Linked DNA regions of Danio rerio: region 1 is linked to region 2. The links are chromatin contacts, called in public HiCAR-type maps. All regions are on one chromosome and are shown on one strand. Each heading gives the region's core, a stretch centred on a gene start, on an enhancer-like site or on the middle of the called end of the contact. The rest is flanking DNA. Distances are from core to core; before and after follow the strand shown. Region 1 holds the start of arhgap32b (Rho GTPase activating protein 32b). Region 2 holds the start of anapc13 (anaphase promoting complex subunit 13).

What was found. HiCAR-type assays count read pairs that join an accessible place to other places.
Region 1: a contact with region 2 is called in a HiCAR-type map of caudal fin, with 4 times the contacts expected there. The contact joins the promoter of arhgap32b here to the promoter of anapc13 in region 2. A contact is called at or near these places in 1 of 18 Hi-C or Micro-C datasets (an unstated tissue) and 2 of 4 datasets of contacts at active chromatin or transcription factors (caudal fin and embryo).

What each region holds. Positions count from the first base shown.
Region 1 is chr21:26,121,463-26,126,815 of GRCz12tu, reverse strand. arhgap32b (Rho GTPase activating protein 32b) reads left to right here and starts at 2,215. Exons shown (of 23, transcript XR_012396796.1): 1 at 2,215-2,711.
Region 2 is chr21:25,979,799-25,985,117 of GRCz12tu, reverse strand. It overlaps anapc13 (anaphase promoting complex subunit 13), which reads right to left and starts at 1,620. Exons shown (of 3, transcript NM_001302786.1): 1 at 1,565-1,620; 2 at 1,345-1,449; 3 at 799-1,086. The coding sequence starts at 1,443. The coding sequence ends at 961. It overlaps sc5d (sterol-C5-desaturase), which reads left to right and starts at 2,419. Exons shown (of 5, transcript NM_001004630.1): 1 at 2,419-2,462; 2 at 3,371-3,588; 3 at 3,673-3,805; 4 at 4,111-4,211. The coding sequence starts at 3,379.

The DNA of each region.
Region 1 (5,353 bases), core at 966-3,465, 140 kb before region 2:
CTACACAACCTCAAACACAATGGATCAAGTCAAGGAGATGATGTTAAGATGTTGTATGCTTTTTAAAAAAGAATCAAGAGTTGCTTTATTCATCAAGACTAAGGATATAGATTTTACATACATAGATAGAATAGATTCAAGTGGAGCTGCCAAGTATATAAATAAATAAAACAATAACAATAATAACTAATAAAAAAAAAAGACTAACTTTAGTAAATACCGACCTCACCATCAACACTTCGATTCACATCACCCTGTGCTGGTACTCATTGACATTTTCAGATGCTAGACCCATGTAATTTTTTTCCCTGCTTCAAAAATGTTTTGTATTTTGAGATAATAAAAGAGAGCAGAAAATGACCTCTGGTGTGAGTTTGTGTGTATAAACAGAAGGAGACTGTTTTTTATTTTTATTTTACTACATTTTTAACTGTATCTGTTGTGTTTTAATGTAACAAACCAATTGCCAACAATGTTAGAACTTTACATTGTGACAAACAAATTATACTATTGAAGTTGTTTTCAAAAAGGCAGTAGTTATGGTTGTCGTGATGCCATTAATTCATGTTAAGTAGTAATGCGATACTGTAATTCATAACTCAAATCCAAGAAATAAAGAAAATTGTCAGAGATACTATATTTTATGTTATAATAGACCTACTTGAATTGAACTAATGATTCCCTTATTATCGAAAAAAGTATTTGCACATCACTTCACCTAAAATGTGCTGATTCTTTTTGTTTATTTTGTAGATAACTGACCAACAAAACATACATTAAAATAAAGATACAAAATATACCAAATTAAATTTGTTACAAAAAGAGCCTTTTGCCAACCAAATTAGACTTTATGAAGTGGTCATAATTGTTTCAATGTTTCCTGTATTTTCTTATTAGATCTTTTTCTTATCAGATAAGAATCGAGATTGTCGCGATTGTTGCAACTACTAAATCCTATTGACAGGAGCAGAAATGAACTGATTCAGATTCAAACTGAAGCATCAGAAAACGTGCAGTAGGCTACCATAAAAGGCGTGAATTCTACAGTTTGCAACTATAAGATGCTCTACAGACTATTCAAATAAAATTGTCAATTGTTGCACAAACGTGTGAGCAATTTAGTTACTTTTTCACATGCAACGTATTGTCCATTAGACCATTAATGATGATACTACCATTTACAAACTAGAGTGGCATTGCCAGTATTTTAGAGCCATTGTATCACGATACTACCATGGTACCGGTAAACCGTGCAACCCTAAAAGTTAGCTTAACTTAATCACAGAATTGTTAAATTAATGACATTTACTAAACTCAAAAAAAGCTTTTTGCTTCTTGTTTAAATTATTTTTTAAAATGAGCTAAAACAACACAATTCTTGATATGTTTGAGGGTGCAACTTAATTGTTCTATGTTTAGTCCACTTAAATTTGTAAAAACAGTTTAACTTAATTGATTTCTGTTGGAACAACACAAAGAAATTGTGCTTAACCAAGTATTTTCTACAGTGTCCCGACACAGACAGTTTTTTTTGAAAAATCTAAAAAATCTCTCTCTCTCTCTCTCTCTCTCTCTCTCTCTCTCTCTCTCTCTCTCTCTCTCTCTCTCTATTTTATCTATCTATATAATTTTAAGTTAATATTTTTGCTTTAGTCTTGTTTAGTCTTATTATTATACTTTTTACAATTCCAGATATGTCTCAATATATTATATTCGTTTAAAACATTCACTTTAAGTAGGACACCAGACAAACCAATACAGCAAAAACACGGTTATTCCTCAGCATTTTGTGCCTGTGGTGACAGCAGTTCAATAGATGGAGCTGAAGATCAGTTCTGAAGCATTCTGCTGTCGTCACAATCCATTCATTCATTAAATTGAAAGCTAGATTTTATATTATTTATAAAATATTTTTTTGCTTTCGACTTTCCTCAGGTCATGAAGTTAGGATCTGTGCTGCCTCCTTATATTGCACTATGGGTTAATGTGACGTTTTGCATAATTCATATAAAAGCAGACCGTCTGCTCTGGTGTCTGTGTAAGAGAACGAGTACAGTTCGACAATTCATGATCTAAACAAAAGAAATACAACAAGCACTAACAAGAAATTACCACATAACGGTAACTATTAAACGACACAGTGCGTGAGCTCCGGTAAAATTGATCTAGACTTCTGCGCCAATCGCGCTTATGTGGTCACGGTGACGCGCATGGAGCACCACTGCGCGGTCACGCTTTTGAATGTTGAACCGAAGTCTCCCGTGGCTGTACGTGTGGCTCAGCCTACAGGACAACACACCTCTCTACATGTATGACCAAATACTGAAATGGACGGCAGATACGGGACAGGTTTAGTCTCATTTTCAGTCATATATTTTTAAAGTTTAAACAGGAACGCCGCGCGAACAGCTGGTTGGTTGTAGCATAGCTGCGAAGCTAGCTCGGCAAACCCCTTCCCCAAAAGGAGATTTTAATGAACCTTCATTATTTCGTTCTTCAGAGGTGCAGTTTTCTTCAGCACACTTCTGTCCGGTGTGTACTTTTTGGCCGTTTTCATTTAATTCTGTTAATTTCACGATGCGACTCTCTGGCACCGGGTTTCTCGGCTGGCTCGTTGTCGTCTTCGAGGAGGATCACTGGAGAGAGCGGTGCTGAGCCATACGGACACCCTGATATTCATCTACTCGGTGATTTACAGCTTTCTACCATCGGTAAGTGCATCAACATAGCATATTACCTTTATATTTATTCATAACTTGTGAGTGAAACGGTTGAGCGAGCGGTGAAAGTGGAGTGAATTGAATGTGTGCGCGCGCGTGCACTCGCGTGCTCCCCTATAATAAACTCTGCTAAATGGAATTTTATTGTGTATGAATTGCATTTTCTTCCGTTTGATTTATTTATTTTAATAAACCAGTGTGCCTGGGGCGTTTGAATCGATTATAATGTTCTGTCTGTGATAGAATATACCAGACTGTAGGTGGTAGACTGTTTATTCTGTAGCCTACTTTTTACGGGTGCATAAACTTAGTAGCTGTCTCTACTTGTTATCGTTAAATAGTCGACGATGAGATAAAGAATCGGAGTCAAAAACGAATTACCCTTTATAAAGATGGTATGTTTTGTGTTTCAAATGGATTTAGACGCCGATTTAATTTCGAAGATTACGAAGAGAATACATACAATTCAGGTCTTACTTGCACTGTTTTCTTTGTTCTGGACTTGTTTTTTCAGTTTTTTAGGAGTCTAGAACAGCTAAAATGACGGTGATCCAGCTACAATTTTTAATAATATTTTCTTACACGTTTTATATTTTCCTCTAAAATCCAATTTGAAAAAGCAACATTTATTTCTGTCTCAGAAACGGCATATAAATATGTTGTAATGGAAAGCTTTATCCTAAATTAATCTTTATTTGACAAGCCAATTATTCTCGTCACACCACCCTCTGTTTAAACTATAGACAAATAAAAAATAGCTCAGTTCTTGCTCTCTCTTTAATTTTGAAGGGATTTGCCATCACAAATCAATGTTTTGATCTAAAGCCAATAGTTTGGTTAGATATTAAAAATGCTCTCTTTGTGGCCACTTCACTGTAGAAAAATAATGACGTGACTGAAATTATATTAAAGTCTCTGAAAGATTTCCAGACCTGACATTAAGCCTATAGAGTCAGCTGGAAGCATCTTTCTGCATATTGGAGCTCTGTGCTCTTGGGCTGTGCTCAAAATATTGATTTTGGTGATAGAATTACAGCACTGTGTATATGCATAAAGCTAACCTATATTAGTCTTTCTTGAGTTTTATTTTTGAGCTGCCTCACTGACAGCAAATCTACAATGAACTACATCAAATCTCTCCAGATGCTTTTATGTGTGAACAGTGCCATCTCAACCTTAGTGTTTATATCAAACAAATGGACTGAGATGAATGCAGCACAGACCAAAGACATTGTGAACTGAAAACAGGACATAATGTCATAAAATATGACCATAAAAAGAGAATACCCTTGTAAGTGTCTTGATTTTCTTGTCATATTTGTAATGTTGCTGGTTTGTGTGTATGAATTTCTGGGAGTGTTTTGACTACTTTATAGAAGCTCAGCTTTTCATGAGCGCCAAATTGATAAAAATACACGTTTAGACCTGTGCAGAACATTGTTTAAGATGATTGTTTATTCTATAAAACATTTTTGACATAATATTGTTTTGATTACTAATATAATTAGGGCTGGGCGATATGGCAAAAATGCAATCTTGGTAATTATTGTCCATATTGAACGATAATTATATATATTTCGATATTAGTTGTTAATGCTTTCAGATTTGAAAGAGTAACCTAACAACGACTGAAGTTTTTATCAATACTGATAAAACTTTTTTAATTAATATTGACAATGGTGTTCGGTCAATACATTTTAATACCGATTTTATCACCCAGGCCTAGTATAATATATTTTTGACTGATAAATGTTTGATAGTGGGTGACGCAGTGGCGCAGGGGGTAGCCTCACAGCAAGAAGGTCGCTGGGTCGCTGGTTCGATCCTCGGCTCAGTTGGTGTTTCTGTGTAGAGTTTGCATGCTCTCCCTGCGTTCGCGTGGGTTTCCTCCAGGTGCTCCGGTTTCCCCCACAGTCCAAAGACATGCGGTACAGGTGAATTTGGTAGGCTAAATTGTCCGTAGTGTATGAGTGTGTGTGTGTTAGGGGTGTCCCGATTTCGATTTTTAATCGAAATCGATTGAAATTTATGCTTAATTTCGATTATCGAATCAAAAAATAGAATCGTCGATGCTGCTGCCACACCCCCATGTCACGTTAGCTTGGCTTGCCAAGCGAGAAAAAAAACATGCTTGTTGAAGTGCTTGTTAAACTGCAAACGCAGGAGACCCGTCGACAGAGCTTAAACCCTCTCCTCTTTCAATGAAGTTACTTATTCCAGTTACTTATGTTGACAACGTTCGTTTTGTCGACAAAAAAAAAAAAACACAGTTTGCAAGCTCTGCTATGTACGTATTACGGTTGGGATGATAGACGATGGGCGCATCGCGATCCTCCGCCCACACCCGTTGCAAATCTGCTCTTAAATGGCATTTCAGAACGACAACGATCCACATCCACACTGCTGTGTAGCATTTCTGAGCAGCCCTCCTTCCTCACTACCGTTGAAAACACACATCACGTGACCACACACACTCATTCACACACAGATACAGACGCACACACATTGTCATGCGCTCGAGACAGCGGGTCAAGGCAGTCAGCGAGTCAGTAGACTGCTTCCATCTTTTACTTTCACACAAGTACTTAGTCATTTTAGCGAACACCTCAGATACTGTTGGCTGGTTTCTGTTG
Region 2 (5,319 bases), core at 371-2,870:
CTTTTCTTGCATTTTAGTGTAGTAAAATCCCAATTAACTAGCACAACTGTGTTCATAACTGTATTCAATAAGCCAGCATTTCTAATACAACTGCAGTTTTAGGTTTTTGGATGTATTTGATTATTTTCAGTTGCCAAAATACCATTGTGTGCCTCAAAATTATTGATTTTTCTTTTATGTCTAAATCTTTAGGATAGTATGCAACAACATTCTGTAAAGATACTTTATGATACGCATACTCTAAATACATCTAACCACATTTTTTGATTACTAATGTTCATTGCTAAGCACTTTATTTAAACAAATTTAAAGGCGTTTCTCTCTCAGTATTTAGATTTTTTTTTAACCGTCAGATTTGGTATTTTCAATAGTTGCATATCAGTATTTTGTACTGTCCAAACAAACTATACATGAACAGAAGGCTTAATTATTCAGCTTTCCCGTGATGTATAAATCTCAATATATACAAAATAAAATGACACTTATGGTCTGTTTTGTTCTACTGGGTAGCACAGTTGCACTAGAAATTATATATATATATAATATTTTCTTCTCAGAATTCCACTAAAAAGTTTAAATGAAATATTTTGTAACATTATAGGTCTAATTAATATCACGTTTAATCTATTTATAACATCCAAATAAAATTATACTTCAAACAAGGTTTTACTGACCCTCAGCTTTAGAACTACAACACGGAAGCCAACTTGTGAAGAAGTCTTGTGTAATTTAGCTCATATGAAACCCTATGTCAACGATAATTTTATCAACTAGCACACAAACTAACTGATACTGCACTTAAAATGTGTATCATTTTATTAAATAATTTATATCAAAACGATGAAACACCAATACAATAATACATGAGTCAGTTATTTTATAAATCTTGGATCCGGGACCCAAATTGCAGACAAACACACGGTGAAGAATCAGTCAGAGAGGATAAGAGAAGCTTCTGATCTAAGTGCCGACATTTGGGGTGTTTTCATGCAAACTCTGCAGGGCGAGATCTGACCACTTCATCTCTTGCTCTTTGACGGACTCTGTCGACCCACCATTGTCCTGCTCAGCTTCAGGAAGTTCACTCTGTCAGGAGAAAAAAACAAAATTGTCCAATGGGCTTCTACGCAATTTAAACACAGTAACGTTAAAGATATGCTCAAATAGTTTAGGGATTCTTGTGTGGAAATGTAACGTAAATGATGACAAACTATTTTTAAAACTGTATTTGATGTGCATAACGTTATCTCACTGTACACTGCCTTTCATTTATGTTCATTTTACCTTGGGCGTGCGCAAATCGAACTGCACACATCAAAACTCTACATTTATACTATTTCTTACCAGTGGGATCGTCACATCCTCGTATGGCAGTCTGTCCTCTCTCCAGGCATCATCTGTTAGATCAAGAACTCGTCCGTCTCTCTGCACTTCACTGTCCATGATTCGCTTACACGGCAACACACAGTCGACAGATCAAACGACGCAGAAACGCTGTACAGTAAGTTATGTTATGTTTGTTATTACGAAAGCTCCAAAATCATCTGTGTAAGTTCATACAAACCTGTGTAGTCTAGTTCCCAGCGCTGCCGTTTGTTGTTATGTCGCTTTCTGATGACGACATATCCTATGCATCAGACCTTTTCTGGCATATAAATATCTGGACAACTGTATACTTATTATATTTCTATGTTGTCAGCTATTTTTCGCATTAAACATAGTCGCATTAAATATGGCAAAGCAATGACAATGCACGTTTTTATTAATAATTTGTAAATATAATTTTTTTCTTTTTTTGGAAATATGTTCACTAACGTATAAACGAGAGAATCGTTTATATGTTTTCAGTCAAAAGATGCTTATTAATTACAGATTTGTGTACTTTAAATGCATATTTGAAATATATATTTGAGCAGATGAAAATCGATGCACTTTATAATGTGTGTGTGTGTGTGTATATATATATACACACATAAATATACTAATATATAGTATACTAATAAATATACTAATACACATATATTGTAACCATTGTAAAGACATGTAACGTTATACATGCTATACATTCAAACAATATCACCGTTTTGTAAATGTGTAAAACATATTTACAAGTATTTTTCTTCAGTATACAGAATGCATGTAAAAGCCATGCGCGGAGGTCGGGCAAGTAAAAACGACAATTACGTCAAGACGTCAAAAAATCGCCGAATCGTTACAAGCGGTTGAGTCGAGCTGTTCGAAACAACCGATACACGAAGGGTAGATGTACTAACCGCTCAACTAACGCCATGACCAGATCTCGAATCTGACCAATGAGCTGTGAGCAATCGAGCTCGCGCTGTAAGGAAGTGAGCCGCTATTGGCTGCATTCGACTGTGCTACTGCAGTGACAACAGAGGGTCAGAGGGTTTTTACTTCAGCTGTTTTTCCTCGCTGTTGTGTCTTCAAAAGCACCTTTACAGGTAAGCTGACTGTTACCTGCAATTACAGTATTAGCTTTGACTATTTGTAATCAGAAATCACAGGCTGTGCATTCTTTCTTGATCCTCTTTTGTTTATATTGTCTTAAAAGTACAAAGTTACAGTTTACAATGCTGGGGAAGGTGCAATTGCATGTACCTAAGTTAGTATTCTCCGTGTTTTTCTTTACCAGTATTTTGCTTAGATTATTACAGTACTGTTCACATGATTTTCTCTTCACTCACATTTTATGTCAAGACATTATTTTATCCACATGTCAGTTTTGAGACTTTTTTGTATTTTGTCATGCAGTGTTATTTGTTCAGTTAACAGTTAAAGAAAACATCCAAAATATTTTTGCCGTTTGTCCTTTGTCACACTTTATTTATTTGTGCCTGTAAATTTAATCTTCAATACATATTTGTAAAGACTTTTCTCAAAGGGATTTTTTTCTTGTATTCAGCTAAATATCTCCACTTCAGCAGCACTTATAATATATAGACCTTTACAGTTCTGTCTGTACTCTAAAGAAGTTTTAAAGAGTGACAGGTTAAGCAGATTACCAGATAATTTACCAGATTCCAAACATTTTATTGTACAAAAAACGTAAAAAGTATTTTATGGCATTTTGCAGTGTTTTCTGAAATATGGAGCGATAAAAAGAGATCTTCAAATCCCTCCGTAAAAATATGTAAAAAATGTAACATCTTTTGAAGCTCTCTTCTTTTAATGTTCATATTTTTGTAATAGAAGTGTATGCATATTTAATTACAAATATTTTTTATTCATACCTTAATCAGTCAAGTGGAAAAGTATGGTGATAATTATTACTGGCTGCTTTTTTTTAACTCTATTCATTCACCTGCCGTGTCCTGCCTCAGTAATACTTCTGTTCTATCTGTCCTCTTAGGGTGAAAGATGGACCTTGTGCTGAACGTTGCAGATCATTACTTCTTTACTCCATATGTATATCCATCATCATGGCCAGAAGACAATCCTCTGCGCCAAATCATCGGTCTGATGGTGGTCACCAACCTGGGTGCTGCAATTTTATACCTGGGCCTGGGTGCTTTGAGCTACTTTTTTGTTTTCGACCACAAATTAAAAGACCACCCTCAATTTTTGGAGGTTTGTTAGCAGTATAGTTTAGAATCAGGAGTAAAGTGATTATATTATATAATATATTATTTATATTGTTGTTTTTATTAACAGAATCAGGTGCAACGTGAAATAAAGTATGCTTTGTGGTCTCTGCCCTGGATCAGCATACCCACAGTAGCACTGTTCTTCGCAGAGGTCAGAGGATACAGCAAGCTCTATGACAGAGTCGATGATTCTCCTCTTGGTAAGAGATTAGGACTGTGTTCATGAACACTTATCAAAGTTTGTGCTTAGAAAGGATAACTTGAAGGAACCGCTTGCTTTATAAAGGAAGTCATAGTTATTATTTTACATGTTTGGTTCTTTTATAAAGAGAAAGCTGTCTAGAAACCAATAACTTTAATATTAAAACAAAACTGGACGCATTAAAAATGATTGAATGTGAAATGCCTAATATTAGAAAATGCCAGTCTATCAGATGTGCTCTGGATAAATGTGTTACTGTGGGCACACCAATCTCATCCTATTTGTGCTTTTTTTTTGTTCCAGGTTGGTCAGGGCTGATTTTCAGCATGGTCTCTTTCCTGTTTTTCACTGACATGTGCATTTACTGGATTCACAGGTTCCTTCACCACAAGTTGATATATAAGGTATGTGTTATTTATGTCAATGCAGTGCAGTTCAAATATAAGTAAAGACAATGCCTGCATTATTCCTGACATGCTTTTTCAAAATGTTTACAGAATGAATGCAATATAATTTGAAGTTTTAAACCTTTAGACCAACCATTTATCTGAAATTTGTGCAAGCACATAAATTAAAGGTGCATAGGAATCTTTGAACAGTGCTAAAATCTAAAAAAAAAAAAATTAAATTGCATGAATAATAAAACAAAAAGAAACTTCTTACACAATGAGTACATATTAAAAGAAAAGACTAAAATAAACTATAATATATAAATTATTTTATTGTAGTAAATTTTGTAATGTTTTATTTTAAAACTGCAGTTCTTTATTGTTACTTATTTGCTACTATAAAAATATTTTTTGCATTATACTTTTAAATGAATCATTCTTCAATTTAGTTATTTTAGTGCTCCTGGCATTTTATAAGTTGAGTGTTAGGTTTAGTCATTTTAATACCTCAACTTAATATAACAATTTAAGTTCAAACCCAAGTAGTGAATGCTTTTGAATTCACTAGTATTCACTTGATTAATTTGGTAAAATTGTGTGTTTTCTATATATAATAAAATAATTTATTTTTTTATACAAATTTAGCATCCATACAATACGTACATACAGTAATAAAAGTCTTCAACTTGCCTGACTCAAAATACAATCTGCGTGTTAAGTGTGACGTCACACATAGCGGCTTCAGGGTCCGAGTGCTCTATCAAACTGTATGGGGAGACTCAACAAATGGTAATAATAAACGTTTACAAAGCACTGTAATACTTTTGAAAATCCCAATCCCAATATATATAGATCCATGGCTACTATCTGTTGGCCAGAAAGTGATACACTTTTTATAAATTGTTCAAATATTGGTATCTGTAATGCAGCAAGACTGTTGTGTTCACCATAATTTAATGGAAAATTCACTTTGATGTGTGATATGACTAAAAAGTGATCATCATAAAAGAATACTTTCTCAATTTAAATGTGCAGTGGTTTGGATCAGGAAACAGTATTCAAGACTTCATGATTTAACAAGCAGAAATGCTTTCATTTACCAATAAAATTCTTCTTCGCTCTG